Regions from separate parts of the Rattus norvegicus genome. Here region 2 is linked to region 1. The links are chromatin contacts, called in public Hi-C maps. All regions are on one chromosome and are shown on one strand. Each heading gives the region's core, a stretch centred on a gene start, on an enhancer-like site or on the middle of the called end of the contact. The rest is flanking DNA. Distances are from core to core; before and after follow the strand shown. Region 1 holds the start of Cyp51 (cytochrome P450, family 51). Region 2 holds the start of Mterf1 (mitochondrial transcription termination factor 1).

The links. Hi-C and Micro-C count contacts between places; a contact is called where the count stands out from the background.
Region 2: a Hi-C map of Schwann cells shows a contact between it and region 1, with 2.7 times the contacts expected there. The contact joins the promoter of Mterf1 here to the promoter of Cyp51 in region 1. A contact is called at or near these places in 2 of 12 Hi-C or Micro-C datasets (Schwann cells and kidney).

The regions. Positions count from the first base shown.
Region 1 is chr4:30,989,759-30,994,167 of GRCr8, forward strand. It overlaps Cyp51 (cytochrome P450, family 51), which reads left to right and starts at 1,935. Exons shown (of 10, transcript NM_012941.3): 1 at 1,935-2,172; 2 at 3,734-3,832. The coding sequence starts at 1,999. It overlaps LOC134486558 (a long non-coding RNA gene), which reads right to left and starts at 1,441. Exons shown (of 4, transcript XR_010065758.1): 1 at 1,316-1,441.
Region 2 is chr4:31,178,675-31,183,083 of GRCr8, forward strand. Mterf1 (mitochondrial transcription termination factor 1) reads left to right here and starts at 2,458. Exons shown (of 3, transcript NM_053499.1): 1 at 2,458-2,543; 2 at 3,972-4,099.

The DNA.
Region 1 (4,409 bases), core at 685-3,184:
AGAAGTAGCACAGAAAACAGGCTTAAAAATGAATGACCCAAGTTCATGTTGTTATTACTCCTACCAGAAATAATGAGGCTCTTACCTACAGCAGTAGCAATAAAAATGGAGTGTTACTGAAAAATCCCACGCAGAGAGACCCTTACTCAAGTCTTGGGAAATCGCGGACCCCAGACACGGAGAGACCATTTTGGATGTAATAAACAAAGGCGAGGTTTATTACAGAGACCTATTACAGAGATCTCCGGGCCGACACGTATCCCGCACAGGAGACAGAGGTGTCAGCCTCGAAACTCAAAAGTCAGAGGGTTATATAGAGAAGGCTAGGGGGTTTTGGCGTGGTTACATACAATTGGCTCATTCAAACATAGCAGTGAGAACAAAGCAGAAAGAGTATGTGTTAGAAGTCAGGGGCTTATCAGGGTCTGGAGGATGGCCCTGAGTGAGCTGGGGGGGAGATGTCTTTCTGCCAGACGTCCCATGAATCAGTCCCATTAACTCAGGCTGGTTCCTGCATTCCTTTTCTTTATGGCTTGCCAGTCCTGCCTGGACAGTGTTTCCTGTGCTCCTTTATCTTTATGGCCTGCTAGTCCTGGCTGCAGGGCTTAGCCCTAGGTCTGTGGCCTTTTGGGGTTTATTCTTTTAATTTTTATATTTCTAAACCTAGAATTCGTATAATTTTCTTTTCAGTTACAAGATTTAGTGACTGATAAGAGGCAGAATACTGTTATAGAGTGGTGTCCGTCCAACATAGGCACTACATAGACTTCCTACTAGGCACTTCCTCAACAGGTGGGTGGCAGAGCCATCCTCGGGAAAAGGCAATGAGTTTAGTAGTGGGCTTTACTGACTGGCTACGATAAAATGTGAGTTCTCTAGGTAGAATTATCTAGAAGGCAGCTGGACGGTCTTACAGTTCCTGGAGGTCCTTGCAGTTTTACCAGTCACTGCACTATCATCTCCAAGCTTAGTCAAAAACCTAGCTCTTATCACTGGTTGAATAAATAAATGTAGCTCGTCAGGACCTCAGGTTAAAGATCTGGAAGGAGGGTTAATTTGGAAGCATATCACCAGAAATGCTTTATTTGAAGTCACATGAGATCAGGGTAACCCCTGCTTCAGATCCAGCAAACTGGCTATCAGAACAGGGGTTTGGAGACCTCTGCCTCAGTTTTATGGCCTGTATATATTTTGGAAGACTTGTTTTGGTACAACAGCACACTAAACAACTATCACTTGGTAACAATATGGCCCTACACGAACAACATGTCAAACAGATTGTAACTGGGCAATACCGCTGAACCAACGGTCTCACCCTCCAGTTTGCATCGGCCGGATTGTATTTTCTCCAGGATTCTCCTCGCAAGGCTCATGGAGGGAAGGTCTCACGGATTGCTGGGAGGCGACACCCCCGCTGAATAGCTGCAGAGGCCGGCGCCCCACAGAGGGGGCGGTGCCCGGACCGCCAGCTCTGCTGACGCCACATAGGCCGAGATCACCTCAGCAGCGCGCGGTGCAATCACAGAGCGCCTTCGCCTCTGCCGCTGTCGGCCACCACGCTGGTCCAGAGATCCCTCCGCCAGGCTCCGCCAGGCTCGTCTGTGCCCGCCCCCCGGGGCCGTGCTCGTCCGGCACGCGGTCCTTCCTAGTCTGCGGTTCTCAAGGCGTGGTCATTCTTGGAGCCCTCACTTTCTTCGCCGTGTCCCAGGGCCACGGTAGAGGCCGCTTCCTCAGGTCCCTTTGTTGCTCAAGGACCCCCCCCCGCACCCCCCTCAAGTACCTAGCTGGAGGCGTGACGCAGAAAGCCCCGCCCCGTCTGTGACGTCCTGGTGGCGCGCGGGCCGGCTGTGGGTGTGGGAAGGGCCCGGGTCAGTCGACACCCGGAGGCCGGGGCCGCCTCCCGACGCCCACCTACTAGCTTCTCCAGCTCCATCTTTCCCGAGAAGCGGCAGGGACCTCGGCCTCCAGCTTACCGGGCGGATCGAAGCAGCGGTCGGGATGGTACTGCTGGGCTTGCTGCAGTCAGGCGGCTCGGTGCTCGGGCAGGCGATGGAGCAGGTGACAGGAGGCAACCTGCTTTCCACGCTGCTCATCGCCTGCGCCTTCACGCTTAGCCTTGTCTACCTGTTCCGCCTCGCAGTGGGCCACATGGTCCAGCTGCCCGCTGGAGCGGTAAGTGCACCCCAGGGGCCCTCGGTCTGTGCCCCGGCTAAGCGGGCGGGCTCGGGAGCGCTCGCCCTGGCGGGCGCGCGGTAAGCTGGGGTGGCGGCTGCAGATGCCAGTCCTGATCTCGGCTGTCGCGATGGTCTTTCTGGTCCGGTCGCTGGAACCCGAACTCGGAGGCTGTGCTGGCCGTTGCAGTTTCTGCTGTGGCAGCGGCTTTGAACTTCTGGTTAGGATCGTGCTTTGCAGCGTTTGTGCTTTTCAGTGATGGAAGTGCAGACTGGCGGTGGGTGGATTTGCCTACTTAGATTGCCTTGCTCATAGCTCTAAGTGCAGAGCACTGTACTGATTTTTGCTGTAGGTTGTCAAAGGTGTTTGGGCTCCTTGTGAGTACCTTGGTGGCAAGTTAAGGGACAGCTGCATCCCCGGTGGCCATCACTCTCGATACTACTTTGTGTGTTTAGTGTACCGTGGGCTATTGGGCATAATGATGATTAATATCAATGTCAGGGAGATTGCAGACAGGTAAGTGACTTAAGAGTGTGGTAAGCGCTTTCTGGACTGTTAACATACCAGTTTCTCTAGTTTAACGCTACACCAAACCAGTTGTTTCAAGCCTCCCAAATATATTTGATGAATACCCTTGTAATCAACGCTCAGTAGCTTTGAAAAACATCCCTTGGAAACTGACAGTGGCATGTAAAAACTTAACTGCACTGTCTCCAACTTTAGGTCCCAACCAAGTTGCTTTAAAAGTAATCTTTGAACCCAAGCCATCGCTAGGCAGTTACTGTTTCTTACTTTTATTAGAGACAATATTTTAAAAGCTTATGTTGCCAAGGCTCACCTTGGCTCTTCTTCCAGCCTTCACCCCTTGGGTGTGCATTTCATACCCAACTTCCTTGTATCTTTGAGGAGGTAGTGTTTGAAACTAGGAAGATAAGTGCCGTGTGGTTTGTGTGTTTCAAGATTACTAAAGATTAGAAGAGCCTAATCCATTTTCATCGTTGAAGGTTTATTTTCACAGTCTTGCAACGTGCAGGTCTCATTTTGTGGCTTCCAAAGCCCCTTTAAGACTGCTACAGAATTCCTACTGAAGCGGGGTGGGGTGGGGTTCATTCCCATTAATACTGGTGGATCTAGAATCAGAGGAGCATGACATACTGACTTTCCCATGTAAATTCAAGAAACATTTTCTTTTTTGTGAGTTACTGTTTTTCTGTTCCAGAAAATAATAGGCAAGACTCTGGGATTGAAGGGAACCGGAGTAGACTGCAGAAACGACAGAACTAGTCATCAACTCTCCTTTTTGTTTGCTCCTCTAATGGCTAGAAAAGTTGCCTGAAGCCTCCAACACTGTTGGATGTTGTCAGTGGTTTCCCAGTGTTGAAAATTGCAGTACTTTTCTTCATGTCTAGTCATTTCTATTCTGAGTTTGTTCTTTTGGGCTATAACTTCTCTAAATGTGCTCTGTGATTCTTTTTTAAAAAGCACAGCTCTCAAGGCGGCTACCAAATGAAGCTTGCCTTTTAATAGAACGAAAACTAACATTTTCGTTTTTCTTTTGCAGAAAAGTCCGCCATATATTTACTCTCCAATTCCGTTCCTTGGCCACGCGATAGCATTTGGGAAAAGTCCAATTGAGTTCCTGGAAAATGCATATGAGAAGGTAAGTCTTCTAAATAACCAGAGGCAGAGAATCTAGTGTAGAGGAGTGCTTTTCTTTAAATAGGCCATTTATAAAGATTGTACCCTCCCTGCTTGCTGGCAGTATTGAAAACAAAATGAAAAGACCTTTTTGACTCAGCCTCCCAGAGTGTCTGTCCTGGGATGTCTCTGACCTGGGAAACCTGCAGTTAGAAAATTACTTTTTAAAAAACAGTCTTACATGTTATTCTCACTCGTTATAGTCAAAAGTTGACACCCACTTTTCTTAATCATGTATCTTTGGAATGTTGTGTCTTGCGTCTCTGGTTCTGCCCATCTGGTGGGATTTCAGTCCCCACTCGGATGGTGTGGGTGCTCAAGCCTTTGCTTCTTCCCTGTAAAAACAGCTCTCTGGCATCAGGTCAGCCATTTCTTCCAAGGGCTGGCTTTGGAAGAAATTTTTTGCTTCTTAATACTATTTAACTGAACTCCATTTTTTGTATTAATATCGTTTAAAATGTTCCTGGAGAATTTTGTAATGTACACGGTATATTTCAGTCGCTGTCACCACCCACTTCCCTCTTCCAGTTTCTCCTTGG
Region 2 (4,409 bases), core at 1,208-3,707, 190 kb after region 1:
TATACTAGCTAGTTCTATGACAACTTGACACTAGATAATCATGAGAGAGGAGGGAGCCTCATTTGAGAAAATGCTTCCATAAGATCTGGCTGTAGATAAGTCCAGCATTTTTTCAATAAGTGACTGGTGGGGAGGGCCCAGCCCATTGTGGATGGTGCCATCCCTGGGCTGGGGTTCCTAGTTCCTACAAGAAAGCAGGTTAAGCAATCGATGAAGAGCAGGCCAGTGTGCAGCACTTCTCCATGACCTCTGCATCAGCTCCTGGCTCCAGGCTCCTGTTCTGTCTGACTTCCTGTCTAAACTTCCTTTGGTGATGAACAATCAGTGATATGGAAGAATACGCAGAGTAAACCCTTTCCTCCTCAAGTTGCTTTGGTCATGGTGTTTCATCACAATAGCAACCCTCAGTAAGACAATGACCTTTGGGAAAGTATCTTTATTCACCTGATGTAACTGTCTTCTGGAGGCCTCCATCTGCTAAAGGCCTTGTCCTGGAAAGCCTCAGAAGAGCCTAATCTAGGCCTAGGATGCATTCAGCCTCTGAGACTTATTGCTGAATAAGCTCACTCTAGTTCTTCCTGAACTCTGGCTGGCTGACTCAACTCAGCTGTTCTGGCTCCAAGTCCCCTTCCAGCCGACCTTTTCTCACTTCTGACTGAATGGCGCTCCCTGGCCTAGTACTAATTCTAACCGTTGGTTCTAATCTTCTGGTTCCTCATTCTCTGTCTCATTTTTGGCTTTAACTATGTCTAGCTTATTCTCTCTTTGATCTGTCTCTATAAAACTCTACCAGTAACTCTGCTCCCCGCTCTCCTGAGAGTTGGGCATATCCTTATTCTGTCAAATCTTTGATTCATCACATTGTCTGCCACTTAATTAGACACCACTTTCAAACATGGCTGCTTCCTTCTATGAACTAACTTTACCTTCATTGTTTGGGAGTAATGGTGCATAATAATGGCATATTTGTATTCCAGCCAGAGGAATTTAAGATACGTGTTAAAGGCATGCCTGTATTCTAGCTAGAGTAGCCATGTTGCTGGATTAAAATCCTTCCACAGACCCTGAGTGTAACTACGGGAAGATGTAAGATTTATGTAATTGAGGAGGAAGTAGAAAGGACATTTGTTTATTGACTCCTGGGGTCTATGGATGGTGGTATTTTACCTGTGGGTTCTCTTAGAGAAATGGAGGGCTAATTCCTTTCTGACTGTAATTGGGTTTGTTGAGACTCTAATATGAGTGGCAAAGTCTGTGAACTTCCAATGAAAAGCTAGTAAGGCAGGCATATATGGCACAATAGTCAGTATTACTAATTATTTCATTATTATTAATCTTTGGCTATAAGATGACTGGGACAATTCTGAAGATAGCATGGATGTGGAATTTGAACTACACATTTAGGCTAATTCCCAAGTGTTTTAAGTCTAATTTTAGGGAGGGATTTGTCTTGATGTAGACTCCTCCTTCCAAGTAAGGTCATTTAAAGCCATGTGCATCATCACATATCACCATCCTTTCAATATAGAAATGGTAAAAGAGAAATACTTGCATAGCAGCACAACTTTAATACAAAGTTGGCTTAATAGTCATTAAAAAAAAAAAAAAAACTAAAGGAAGAACCCAGAACAGCATCTTGGGAAATGTCTACCGTACTGCTCCCCGTTCTTTTTTCCTCTTCTTTGCTCCTCGTCTTTTACTCCCTACCTCTGGTCTTCCTGTCCCTCAAATTCTCCAATAGCTCAGCTATACCTGTTCCGCATTGACATCAGTTTCATGGGGACTTAAGCCATCTCCTGGTGTTCATAAATGAAAATCCGTGGGGCATGCTAAAATGAGAATATGCAGGCAGAAGTGAGACCGCGAGAGTTATGGTCCAGAAGGCAGAGGTTGTCTTGCTTTCCCCCGTATTCCTTAATGTGAAACAGGCCTGGAATGCACGGAATGCTCAATAAATAGACACGAATAAACACAGGCAAGGGATATTTTTCAAGTCGTACCCCGTCCCCAAAGCTGTAGAAACTATGGTTAGTAGTTTCCCTTCCCGGGTAGATTATTAATAATTTAAATAATATCCTTCATTCTTTAATCTTTATTCTTATAAACACTAAACCAACCAGAAAAATGCGTGGTGGTGGTCTATAAAGCAAACTAAGAGAAAGAGAAAGAGTGAGACCAAAATCGAACCTCTTCCTTTGGTACAGGCAGAGTATCAGCCCCACTCAGAGGAAAACCTTGGCTATGCCCAGTGGTCCCGAACCAGCCCCACAGAGGAGTTACGACGTCCATAGCAGTCTCTAGCCGCCCCCTGCTGGGCTCCTGAAGACTAGCGAGGATTTAGGCACACCGCGCAGTCAATGACGTCACCTCTGCGCCGGGACGGGGGCCGGAAGTCAGTCATTACTTCCGCCCTCCTATTCCTTCCTTGGCGTGTAGGGGCAGAAGTAAAAGGCGGAAGTAAAAGGTGTCTACCGCGAGCTTTGGTACCGGACGCGAATACAAAGTTGAGTTCAGGCTGGGGTTGGAGAGACGCTGTACCGTTGGTAAGCGGGTTGCTTGTGTCTGCCAAACAGTGCAGTTGCTAAAGAGCATTGCAGAATTTCCCTGGAGGCCTCGATGTGGAATTACGGTGGTTTTGAGTTCAGACTCAATTCCTCTTCATTTCATACAGCAAAGGAGCTCGGCATTGTGTCAGAATTTGTAACTTTACCGACAGTGCCCACCCCTTAGGTTGTTGTATATGTCGGACATTACGAAATAACGTATGTGTAACATTGGGTTCTGGTGTTAAAGTACATTTGTGATACCGCTACCTTTCCCCACCCATGCTTGGAGAAAAGTCTTCTCTTGCCGTTTTCTTTTCATTATGATTGAGAAATGTTTAGTTTGTGAGAGGTTGTGCATCTCACAAAAATGATGTGGCGATATCTAGCCTGGATCTCTTTTATTCTCTACTATACCAGCGATATTTTTGCCTTTTTCTTTTCCAGGTTGGAGGTGTGGTGGTAGAAATATCTGGTCCTTACCTTTTCTGGGGATATCCAAAGTCTCTCTTAACGACAAGCCTGTGGTTCTAAAAACAAACAAACAAACAAAAACAAAACAAAATCCATTCTCCACTTTATGCTGCGTCAAAAAATTAGCTGATTTTGGTACCCCCAATGCGAATGATTAACAGTTTTCTTTAAAAGCCTGTTAGATTTCCAACTGTGGGACAGAAAGGGGGCAGAAGCCTTCCTCTTTGGACCTCACTCATTACAATCACGGAGATTTTTATGATATTCGCTACACTGAACATTCTGCTTTATTTTTAGAGGAAGACTAAAGTCAATTTTTAAAATTTTTTAAATTGCATTATGTTGTATAGTTTTCTTGCTGAACAATCTGTTTTAAAAAGAAGATTGTGTTTAAACAAGGCTTTGCACTACAGCTTGGATTCAAGAAAATGACCCTTTCTGAAAGAAAGTATAGTTTAACAAGATAAGTGAGAATCTAAAAAGGTGTATGTGTGTACAGGCTTGCGCCCTCGATGGTGAATTTGATATAAAAGTAACAAGTACTGCGGGGAGGGAGGGTCTAACAAGAAGGGGACAGGAATATGAGAATTATGAGGAAAAGCAATAGGACGTTTCTAATATAGAATTTAGAGTTATATAAAACATATATGTATTTGCATATGAGTGACATGAAAGCAAAAGAGGGACTTTGATATATATATATTAAAAATCCTCATGGGGATGTTTATCACAAGTGACATTAATCAGGAGGCCTGCTTGGGGGTCTGCATAGATGCTCAGTTCACTTTTGTATGTGCTGATTCATTTAGAAGATGCTTATTTGGTGATAAGTTATATAAAGAGAAACAGAATCTACTGGTGACAGGTCTAGCAGAAACCATAATGGATTTTTTTAATCCATTTTTTAAGAGTCTTATCAAACCTTTTTGTTTCCTTTTGGTTCATCGGTATAAGGATTTCTCTTGAATGTTCTGTGGATGTTCATCTGTCTACCATGATGCTAAGCATCTGAAGAGAACGCACTGTATAGGGTAGTAATCTTTAACCCTAAAGGCTTCGTATGTGTATGGCTTTTATGTATGGTATGTATGACTGATTTTTTTTTAAAAATCTACCTATCATTTAATGATGTATGTGTTATAAGACTTATAAAAAAGTAGAAATCTTCACAAGATAAGACAAGCATAATTGAAAAATTTATACTATGTTCTCTCCTTATGCCCTATTGGATCATTTTGCATGCTTATTTATAAAGATCTTTATAAAACTTGTCTGATTGTAATCTGATAGTGTTCTGTCCTGTTATCCAGCAGAGGTCACCCATGTGTCTCTGAAAAGAAAAAGGTTGAATTGTACAAGGTAGGGCCTTCATTCTTTTTCTTATTATGTATA